Linked DNA regions of Zea mays: regions 1 and 2 are each linked to region 3. A link is a contact called in public Hi-C data. All regions are on one chromosome and are shown on one strand. The core of a region is the stretch at or near the end of the contact, and the rest is flanking DNA. Distances in the headings are between cores, read along the strand shown.

Region 1 (3,498 bases), core at 590-3,089, 380 kb after region 3:
AAAATAATTTCAAAATTTTATCTGTGAATAATATCATGAATCACTAGGCACAAAACGTCGACACACACCATTGAGAAGCAAAGTAATCCCTCCATTTTAAATTATACGAAGTTTGGTTTTTTTAGTACGTAGTTTTTGCTATGCACTTAGATATACACTATATCTAGATACATAACAAAAGTGGTGTGTCTAGAAAAGCCAAAACATCTTATATTTACAATGAATTGTTTGACTAAAAAAATGTGTCCGCTAGATTGAGCATCAACAAAATATGAACAAATCCAGTACCATTATAAGCAACTTTGTAGTTCCTGATTACTCTTAAGAAAAAATAATCAGTTGTTAGAACACCCATTAACAGAACTCCAGTTTCATATACATCAACTAAATGTTTGACTTAAAATGAGTCAGGTACACACAGATTAGCAAAAAAAAACAGTGTATATTTGACTAAAAATCCTCTAGGCACATTTCACATCAACATTCATAGCAATTTGCAATCCCTGATTAAAAGTAGGTCATCTAGTACAGATTTTAAAAGAACCCCAGATTCATACACATCAACTAGGTGTTTGACTGAAAAACTGAAAAACAACAAGCTAGACACAGATTTAATTCAGCACGCATAGCAGATTAGTAATTACAGACTTCCATGAACACATCCAGTTGAGCACTTGGAACAACATATTTAACAGACACTAAACCTCAGTTAGCTACAGTTTTTAGCAACGAGACAAAAGGTACTTCATATCAAAATTCAAACTCAGAATCGCCATCTCCAACGCTTCAGTGTACAAAAAATACAAAACGATTCCAGTTCACAAAAACCAAAAAACATACAAACAATTGAACCCTGGCATCAAGAAATTCAAGTATTCAACAACTTAGACGTGAAGGATGAAATCACACAACCTCCTCAAAATTCCAGCTCCAGACATCGCAAGTCACCATCTCCTTTTACCTGAAACCACCTCATGCAGCAGCTCCTCTTCGGAGTTCGCAGGGCAGCATCTTAATCCAACTTGACACATCAGCGCCGAAATTGAGGATATGCAAATCAAAATCGTGGCGCAAACCCCAAATCACCTACCCCCCCCCCCCCCCCCCCCCCCCCACACACACACACACACACACACACACGCACACAAAAGGAACTCAAACATGCAGTAGCAAGGGTACGCTTCAGAAGGCCGCTTGAAGTAATGAAGACGGCGAAGGGATGTGTAACCTGGCGCGTGACAGTGATCTCCGGGGAGTCCTCGTAGCCGAGCGGGGAGCGGGAGCGGTCGGAATTGTCGAAGACGATGGACACGGTAGCCTTGGTGACCCCGGCCTGGCCTTGCTTGTAGACGAGCTCCTGGAGCGAGGCAGCGCGTACCTGACGGAGATCTGTGATGCCGAGCACGAAGCAGATGGAGTCGAGGATGTTGGACTTGCCGGAACCGTTGAGCCCGGTGATGGCGTTGAACAGCGGGTCGAACCCCGGCACCACAGTCCGTCCCGCGTACGACTTGAACCCCTCGAGAGTTACCTCCTTGATGTGCATCTCGCCGGCCGCCGGCGAGGCGTCGCCAGTCGGTGATGGTACTAGGGTTCGAGGGGCTCGGGCGGGAAACTTTTGGAGGCGTTGGGGTTTTCGCCCTTTCGGGGGTTGAGGAATTCGAAATGTTTCGAAGTGGAAGCGATGGAGGGGAGCGTCACTTGTCACCCGGCCGTGTGTGGAGAGCAGCCGAGTGGCCGAGATCGAGGCATCGAGCATCGAGCGATGACGAATTGACGAGCTATTCTCGTGTCCCTCTGACCGGAGCCTAGTAGCTATTCGTCCGATTATTTAGTCGTGCTTTCTGGTCTTAAGTCATGGTATGTATTGACTTTATTTAAGTCTTTATTTGGTTGTTTATATATTTGAATCGTGAATTGTACGAGTATATACAAAATAATTCATTTTTTGCGTGATTGGTTAATCGTACTTTCTCATCTTGCGCCATTGCGTGCATTGACTTTATTTAGGTTTTTATTTGGTTGTCTCTATATTTGAAGCGTGGGTTGCACGAATGAATACAAAAAAAAAATCATTTTGAGGTTATTTGACTGCATCTGCTCATATGTCAAAAACTTCCATTTCTAGCTGACCTAGATGGCACAAGCCTGGCCTGTGATGCTCAGGCAACCAATCAGGTAGTATTTGACTGATTTCAACATATTTTCTAAAAATTATTCATTTGTATTGTTTTGTACTGTAAATTACATTGTTTGTATATTGTAGTTTAAATATAAATATGAAAATAAGTAAGATGCTGGAGATACCCTTTGCTCCTACGAGCCACCCTCCCGCTCCCCCTTTCACCGTGGACTTTACAAAAGGGACACGCCTACGTCAAACAGCGCCCTCGTCGTCGCCCCCTGGAGAAGTCAAGAGGGTGTGTCAACCATTTTCCCCTTAGAGAGGGGGAGCTCTAATCTCCCTCTCTCCACTAATTGATTGTATTTAGTGTAAAATTAACATTTTTTAGTTTTATTACCATATAACAATGTGTATTATGGTACTAGAAATACGGTAGTATTTTTTGAAACTCCAAAAACTGAAGTGTAAAGGTAAAATAGCCCAGTTAAATGATAAAAGGGGAACTGAATAGGGGAAATGGTTGGAGATGAGGATAAAATAGCCCAGTTAAATAGTTGAGGGGAGGTATTTAAATAAAAATAGAAAGTATGAATGGGGGATTTGGGAAGGGGAATGGTTGGAGATAACCTAGATGTGATCAATCTAGTCGATTTTTAGAGTATGGTCTAGAATATTGTAAGTATCGTCCGAATCTTACTCTACACCTACCCACAAATAACCAAACACACATCTCACACACCTAAAGTCTGACTCAGACAACGCAAAAACCAGGCAACCAAACACATCCTTAGATGTCCAAACATGTCGTTTGGCTTGGTTTGGTATGCCTAGCACAACAAAAAAACGCCAGGCTAAATATAGTATATAGATTAGTTACATGATCATGTTGTGTGTCCTCGAGGAGCATCCTTGTACAGCTCATTATTGTCCGCCTTACCTTTCCTTGTATTTCCAAGAGATAGGCAATCGAACAGAAGCGGCTCGAAGTTGTCCGTATGGTACATGTTTATGGTCATCCTTTGACAGGGTAAAAGGCATGCAACAAGTGTTTAGAGTAAAAAATGCACCATCCCTTCCTTTAATTGCATGCTTCTCTCGAGCTATTGTGTTCTATCAAGAGTGTACGCCTAGACAACTGGTCCTAACGTGCTTGGGGTCACGTTCGACCTAGCCGATAATTCGGGTTGTGGGAATATCAAATAGGTTTCTCTTGGTCAATATGCCTTTGGTTGGGGATTTTGGTCAGACCTCCCTTAGTTGTGTCTCACCTGGTTTGGCTTGTTTTTGGTCGAGGGTCGAATTAGGGCTCACCGAGGTTGGGTTTGGTTAGGTTCCATCTGATCGAGATATTAGGTCAGAGTTCATCATGACAA
Region 2 (3,932 bases), core at 752-3,251, 300 kb before region 3:
CTGTGCAGACAACCTTTCCTCTCTTCGCCTTATCTCATCCCGACGGAGGCAGCTTGGGGCGCATCCAACCTTGTTCAGATTCATATATCATTTTCTAAACATTTAAAATCCACGACCGATGACGATTAAGTTTATGGTTATTTGTTGCAGGTTCATTTGGGAGGGGTAAGATGCAGAAGCCTTTTGAGAAGGCCGCATTTGCTCTGAAGGTCGGGGAGATCAACGACGTGGTTGATACAGAGAGCGGGGTGCGCATCATCAAGAGGATTGGCTGACTGCACCTGCGACTGTATCCATATACGGTGGATGCCTTGGAGAGGCTGTATGGTTTTTTGCTTCATTGGTGAATTTGTGCGTGGTTTTTTTTTCTTCTTCTCTTAGACGGTTGTTTGGATGCTCATCTCTTCACCTCAACGCACAGGGTTGAGTGGTTTGAATCCACACCAAACTACTCCAACCCTATATGGATTGAATTGAAATATATACACGTGCATCCAAACAATCCCTATGCCCTTAGGAAATGGGATGTTTGACTTCCTTTTGTAAACTTCGCTGGAGACCTCTGGTTTGGAACTGTGTTCACGACTACGATGGGATCAGATTATTTTGAGTATTGATGACACGAGTATATGTCGATTGTTTTTCTGTCATCTTTGCCTCCGTGAATTTTGCATACTCTCCCCAGAATGCCCATGAATTCAGTGGCCAACTAATCCTGAATTTGCTGTTGTGAGTCTTGAGTGCAGACAACAGTTTAGAGGTACCCGTACGGGTATGATGCTGCTGTGCGCTCGCTGGAGGCTGTAGATTCTTTCGAAAGGCCGCAACCGTGAAACTTTGGGCAAGTGTTTGGATGCATGGTTAATATTGAGTTTTATGGTTAGTTGTAGTAACCTATTAAACCACATATTATTCCTAGACTTATCTTGATCAATACTTGTGACGTTTAGAAAAAGCAATATGTTTGTGCTCGTACCAGCTTTACATTACTACCATTTTTCATATGAATTGATCGATTCTTTGATGTGTGGTTTGTTTAGCATGTTTGTGGTGGTACAAAGATTTCTTAACTGTCAAAACTTCTATACCAGGCTTATGGTATTGTTATTAATGAAATCCCCTTTTTTGGCCACACATTTGTTCATAAGTTATCATGATATTATATGTTTCCGTTGCAACGCACGGACACTCACCTAGTAACCATTGAAGATGATAAGATATCAAGGGATTTTCAAGATATGAGAACGCACAAGATTAAATTATCTCTCGCTAGTGGTATTGATAAAATACTTGTTTTTATTATTTGCTTAGTACTACCTTATTAGTCCATTTTATTTCTTTAATATATGATTTCTTTTAAAAGTTCTACCACTAGAATTAGAGCTACTATAAATGAAGATATTACTCGGGCATCTATATGTTCTCTCTTTAGACTCAATTCTATTATTCAAATATTATATTTTAAATCTTACTTTTATTCTATTAAAATCGATGAGAGCTTTATTAAATTCTGGATCCCAACAGTGTTCGCCAAGTGGGAGTGGACCCTTAACGTTGACTAGTGACACCTACCGCAATGACCTCGTCCTAGGCAGTTACGCGATGTGCACATGCCAACCACACCCTGGTCCACAGTCCACACAAAATGACGTGTGGGGTCCGCGTCAACAGACCTTTCTAGCACACTAGTACAAACCGAGGCTTAACACTAACACAAAACTAATTACCGATTCGTAGCTGACCAGTGGACCTAAAGCCAGAGATGATCTGTTCGGGCCCGCTGAACTAGCGCGTACTAGTACTGTAGCCGGAGTAATTTGCTTTTGGCTTCGCACAATCGCACGCGCAACCAGAATTTCGAAGACAGCGCGCTGCGCGCAGCGAAACCGAGCAGCTCAACTGCCAACTAAATCGCAGTACAGGTCACACTCCCACTGACGCCGGGCCCCACCTCTCCCCCCTCATAACAAACCCAGCGGTACCCGTGGCATCTCGTGCCCGGCCACAGTGCCGGCCTCGTGCGCCCCCGCCTCGTCGCCTCCGCTAGCCACCTGCCCGCTTCCGCCCTCTCTGCCTCGCAGCAGCAGCGGCATGGCCGCCGGCGTGCTGTCTACCGTCCGGTGGTCCACCGCTTGCGCGGTGCTGCTCAACGCCATCGCCGCCTCCACGGGCGCCGCCGTCGCGGCCGTCGCGTTCGGCCGCTGCGGCGGGGGCGCCATAGGCCCGGCCGCCGCCGCCGCGTCCGCCGCGTTGGCAGCTAGGCTCCTTGCTTCCGCGGTGGCGGGATTCGCGCAGGGCGCTGCCGCCTCCGCTATCGCCGCCGGTGCTATCGGGGCCCACGTCGACAGCGAGCGCGACCTTCGCCAACTCTCTCGGGTAAGCTTCAAGCTCGAGAGATCAATGCACTCTGGTGTTCTATTTAATCCACCTCAAATTGCGTATTAATATTGATCCCTAAAATGCGAAGTAATTAATTGTTCAAAAATAGCGTGGTAGAGTAGTAATGTCTCTGAAGCTCGGGGTAATGGTAGCAGCGGCATGAATGACCGGATAGGACGCAAGTTCTCCTCGACCTTGCAAATTGGGTTTTCAGACCACACCTCGAGGTAATGTGGGATGGCAGAGGTGGGAATCGTGTGGTGCGCTTGGTTGTTTTGGACATTAAGGCAGCCGCAATAGCGTAGATAGAACACCTTCTATAGCAACATCAATATCATCTATATACTATACTACTATAGTAAATCTTTGCAATGGTGTATTTATAGTAGATATCTATAGCTATTTTTAATACTTAATACACTCCCTGCACTACATCGGTTTCTGCGTATAGACTTTACTCCAGGTTCATAGATAGCAGCACTCTCTTTATTTAATTTGTTGCCACATAGGATAGATGCTGGCATGCATTCCTTATAGAGATTAGAGAGCTGAGTGTGTACCACTGCGGTTGCCCTTAGGTCCCTGAGATGTCTGTGGCGCTAGGTGCTTGCAATACGGAAGTGGTTCTTGTCAGCAGAATCCTCTTGGCTTCTGGCCTTCTGCCCTGAGGAGTGTCATGGCCTTATGAGTGTAGCAAGATGGCAGCGGTGTCTGGGTTACTTTTCCCAGCTTGAGGCTTAATTAGTTCATTATGTAGACTGGGAGCCAGGGCTGTGTTCATACATTCCTCGTGCACAGCTTGCAGCATTACCATATCTGAATCTTACATCTGTCTCTATCATGATTCATGGAAGATTATCAGTCATAAAAAAATGAGAATGGTATTCTCAACTGCTCCCTTTTTTCGCTCAAAAGCGTGTTCTGAACTTGCTGTAAGCAATGCCGTTGAGATTTCTTTTTGGTAGTTTTGCCTTCACCAGCATGGAGCAATTGCTTTACTTTGTCCAACAGACAAGAGTCGCCTTTTAGCATTTTATATGTTAACATAATGCATATGAGCATATCCATTATTGTAATAGTATCAGAAGCTTTATGTGAACAGCTACGATACAAGAGATGGCTTTGGTGGACAAGATTTGGAATGATCATTACAGTGCTACAATTTGTGTTGGCAATTTATTTGATGTGTATCATCTTAAGGGATGTCTTGGCTGGAGGGTCTCCAACACAGTGCTTTTCAGGTACATGCAAGATGACATAAACTATTTTTGGGGGTTTGGGTTGGATGAGATGTTTGTTGAGACTTATACAGTGATATATATCTTCCTCATAATCCTGGAATTATTTTGGTTTCTTTAGGATTCTATCTGCTATAGTGCATTTCACAGGATTTGTTATTAAACGAATTCACTTTTCTTTTACCCTTTCTTCTGTTTTGTATGCTTTTTCTCTATCTCTACTATATAAAGCACGAGTTTCCACGGTTCCACAGTCGGCGTGCGTCACCCCTTGTCCCCTCACATTTAAATAGTAATAAAACTAAAATTATGCAC
Region 3 (4,006 bases), core at 780-3,279:
GAGATACACCTATTAGTGAGAAGTTTTTCATAGGAGATCTCAATGGGCATGTAGATACAACAAGTGTAAGTTTTGAGGCGGTTCATGAAGGTTTTGAGTATGGTAGTAGGAATCAGGAGGAAGAGGAATCTTGGACTTTGCGGTAGCTTTGACATGTTAATAGCCAACACTTTCTTTAGGAAGAGACCTCCATTTAGTGACCTATATTAGTGGCCAACACTAGTAAGATTGACTTTGTCCTCATGAGAAAAGAGGATAAACAACCATGCTTGGATTGTAAGCTGATACCTGGAACTGTATTTCAACATAAGCTTGTGGTGACGGTCTTTTATTTCTAGGTGCGGGCCCATAGAGATAAACAAGCCAAAATTGCGAGAACAAAGTAGTGGAAAGTGGAGGGGAGAAAGCAGAGGTCTTCAAGGAAAAGACCATCAAAGAGGGCATTTGGAAGGAAGAATACATAAACAACATGTGAAAGAAGATGGCAACCTACACATGGAAGGTGGCCTCAGAGGTGTGTGGGGCAACTAAAGGGAGTGAAGGCGAAACTGAAGATACTTGGTAGTAGAATGACAAAGTCCAAAGGCAGAGCAGAGCAGGGCAGTGGAGCAGAGCAGAGCAGGGCGGTGCGCCGAGTGAAGCAGAGCATGGTGAAGGGTAGGCGAAGTAGCTGATGGGGAAGGGGAGGCGAAGTAGCTGATGGGGAAGGGAAGGAGAGGCAGAGGAGGGGGTGAAGATGATGGCGACAATGATTTCTCCTTGGCTGGCAATGGCGACAATGATTTCTCCTTGGCTGGCAATGGCGGTTTGTTTGCCCACTTTTTAGTCTTAAATACTACTGCTTGTTTCACCCTGCCTAAACCTAGGCATTCGGCACGACAACCCCAGTCGATGTCTAGGGATCCTCGCCACAACGCCTTGCTCTCCAGGCACCCGCCGTGTTGGCTTCAGGCAAGGCGACACACCATGGCGAGTCCGGGCACCTGGACACCTAGTCAGCGCCTAGGCATCGCCTAGGGGACACCGTGTTAACCAAGCATGGATGACTTCTCGATTAGAATAGGACTAACCAAATATTTGATATGTCTTTCCATTTCTGCAGTAGGTTCTACCCCTGGACTACAGGACTAGGAACAATTGGTGAAGAAGAATAAAGATTTTGCTTCACAACGACGGTTTCCATAAGTTATCTATCTTTACATTATTTGCCATGTATTAGTTTTTAGCATACTTTTGTCACAACCCTACCATGATTTGGCCCAGGGCTTCACTTAATCCTGGTCGGCCACTGCGCGATAGCAATGAGAAAAGAGAAAGAAAAGTTGTTACGGAAAGAGGCAATAAAAGAAGACTTGAAAGGATGAAGTATAACTAAAAATATAGTCTTAAATAGGAGTCTATATTGAATTTTACCTCTAATTTATGGGTTTTATTGAAATTTAACAGCATACGCCAACTTATTTGGGAATAAAAAATTTGTTGTTGTCGTTGTTGTTCTTGTTTTCACACAATAGGAAAAGAAATCTACCACACAGTAAGATCAAATAACATTTCCAAATAGGAAAGTGATATTCGGGCGGCGCTCAATAAAGCAGGTAAAAGCAAGAGATAAACCTACAAATTAAGTTATGGGATAAAGTCATAAAACACGTTGACACGGAGCTACAAGGGTTCACCCGGTCACTAATTGAGATTGAAATCGAGAGGGATCAGCCCCACAGACCGTGATCATGCATACAAACGATCAAACTCCCGCGACCAAACTAGGACTCACTCTCAATCAGCATAGTAGAAAACTCAACTAAACGCATCGAGCATTCGACCGAGAATCGCCAGTCGCCAACCCAGCCCAGCCATAAGAAAGCTTAAATACAGAAGAGAAAGCGAGGGTTGGACCTCAGGGTGAAAAGAAGAGGCGGCGGCGGCGGCAATGACGCGCCGCAGCGACGCGCGCCTGAGGAGGGTCGTCATGGAGCCGGCTTCGCCTCCAACCGCTGCAAGTCGCGCGGATGAGGGCGGAGGCGAGAGGTGAGGGGCTAGGGTTTAGGGGTTTTGCGGGACTCAGGGTTTTTTTTTTTTTTTTTTGGCTGCGCTCCGCCGCCTCTCCGGGCTCCTCCAACTCCAACTCCGGGTGTCGGGATTCGGGAGAGCGCCCGCGGGCCGGCGCTTGCTGTGTACACTCCGATTGACCGACCGTAGACCCGAAAATACCTGATGAGCAGAGTCTGTTTGTGAGGGTCTCGGAATAACTGATGAGTCATGACCACAGTCTGTGGATGTGGTCCACGAATGGTTTTGTTGACTGCAAGTGGGTCCTCGTATACGAGATCCAATTTTTTGTTTTGACGGTTCTTTTATCGCCAGTGGGCTGGCGCAGAAGCCTCTCATGGCCCATCATCAGTTAACTGAATCGGCGTGGCGTGGCCCATCTGCCATCTTCGTCTATCCCTTTCATTTCATCTCAGTTTTGCAGTTTCTACTGCTGTCTTCGCTCCGAAATCCAACCGAAATCTCAGAGGTCAGAGGAAAGTAGGAAACCTCGTTCGGGAACCTGCTTTGAGTGAGACTCCAATCCTTGGGCGCCATTGCCGCCTGTTTTTTGTGCTCGGAAAGGTGCGTTTATTTCCCTGTCCGGGGCGCTTTCCCTTCTCTTCCCGTTGCTTATCCACGTGGGGTTGCCGTGAATCCACCGTCTTCTCCGCCTACAATCTCTCAGCAAAACCACCAAAGCCAGCTGCTCATTTGGGGGAAGACCTTCTTTGAGTGAGGTCCAACCCTTGGGGGCCATTTCAACCTTCGTCCTCCGCAATAAAAGTTGGGCAATCCTATGTCAGTCACTTCTCTTCTAGCCCAACCCATTCCATCGCTGTTTGCTCCTTCTCCCGCGCCTTCGAGAGCTCGCCGAAACCGAACCTCCCGGCGGCGTTTCTTAGGTAACTCCGGCATTAGTCTTTGTGCTTGTGGTCAGGGAAAGACAGCACACATGGATCAGTTGAACATGTGGTGTAGAAAAACTGGTGGTCGAAAATGTGAAATGATCCGTCTACTTCATGCATCTGTTTTCTACATTTTTCTTCTTATTTTTTCGGATTACTGTTACACACTTCCATATGAACAACTGGGCATTTTCTTAAGTGATGCTCGTTCATAGCGACCTTGTATTGAACGCAATGCTAGTAATGAGCTGTATGGAACTTAGCTAACACAAACTCATATGTTGCAGGCGCTGTCTGATTCCTGTATATTTATTTTGGCAATGCTTTCAGCTGCAACAAAACTAACCATGGATGGCACTAGCTTTGACCTGACAGAGCACGAAGGTTCAAATTTGTCTCCTTTTCTACTCAAACTTTTTAATGAGGTTTGTAACTTTTACATGTCTTAGACACATCATTTCTGCATTACAATTATGATTTGTATCGAAAGAAATGCTAGTTGAAGTATAAACATGAACGGTCATTGCAGTGGGATGATCGCAAGACAAGGGGCTTGTTTCACCATGACATCAGTTCCTGTGAAACAAAGGTTTTTTTTTTCAAGATCTGATTCTCTCCTGTTAACTGGCCATGGCCAGGTGTCTTTTGTTGATTTCATTTCTCGCTTAATTTTGCATGATCATGCCATAGGTGCTACCTGGAGTACATAATTTTGTGGCAACATTAATTGAAGGACGTGACCAAAAGAAGCGGCCAACTGAGTTCACAATGAACCAAGTTCTCCAGCCATTTGTTAGTGAGAAGTTCAATTTCACAAAAGTCAGCCCGTTGGAGGTGATCTTTAGATTCAATGACACTGAGAAAGATTCTGCACAATATTTTGATGGTGTTCCTGATACTGTTTCAGCTTCTTCTAGTGCCATCTTGATTAATGTCAGTGCCCCCTCCCCCCCAAAAAAAAAAATACTTAACACTGTACTGATAGATATACGGCATGATTTGATTAACATTTTTGTCATCTTCCGTGTCATAGGTGAGCCCAATTGGCTACTGCCATGTGCTATTGACTC

Evidence for each region. Hi-C and Micro-C count contacts between places; a contact is called where the count stands out from the background.
Region 1: a Hi-C map of tassel shows a contact between it and region 3, with 1.5 times the contacts expected there. The contact joins the promoter of LOC103650874 here to the promoter of LOC100384162 in region 3. A contact is called at or near these places in 4 of 25 Hi-C or Micro-C datasets (bundle sheath, ear, endosperm and 1 more).
Region 2: a Hi-C map of leaf shows a contact between it and region 3, with 5 times the contacts expected there. The contact joins the promoter of LOC103650882 here to the promoter of LOC100384162 in region 3. A contact is called at or near these places in 3 of 25 Hi-C or Micro-C datasets (ear, endosperm and leaf).

The regions. Positions count from the first base shown.
Region 1 is chr3:170,670,495-170,673,992 of Zm-B73-REFERENCE-NAM-5.0, reverse strand. It overlaps LOC103650874 (structural maintenance of chromosomes protein 2-1), which reads right to left and starts at 1,839. Exons shown (of 20, transcript XM_008676465.3): 1 at 1,229-1,839. The coding sequence starts at 1,759.
Region 2 is chr3:171,357,345-171,361,276 of Zm-B73-REFERENCE-NAM-5.0, reverse strand. It overlaps LOC103650882, which reads left to right and starts at 2,001. Exons shown (of 13, transcript XM_008676473.3): 1 at 2,001-2,376; 2 at 3,482-3,620. The coding sequence starts at 2,092.
Region 3 is chr3:171,053,378-171,057,383 of Zm-B73-REFERENCE-NAM-5.0, reverse strand. It overlaps LOC100384162 (putative recA DNA recombination family protein), which reads right to left and starts at 2,029. Exons shown (of 8, transcript NM_001176740.1): 1 at 1,897-2,029. The coding sequence starts at 1,971. It overlaps LOC100272546, which reads left to right and starts at 2,677. Exons shown (of 7, transcript NM_001147014.1): 1 at 2,677-2,933; 2 at 3,224-3,361; 3 at 3,466-3,525; 4 at 3,627-3,869; 5 at 3,970-4,006. The coding sequence starts at 3,257.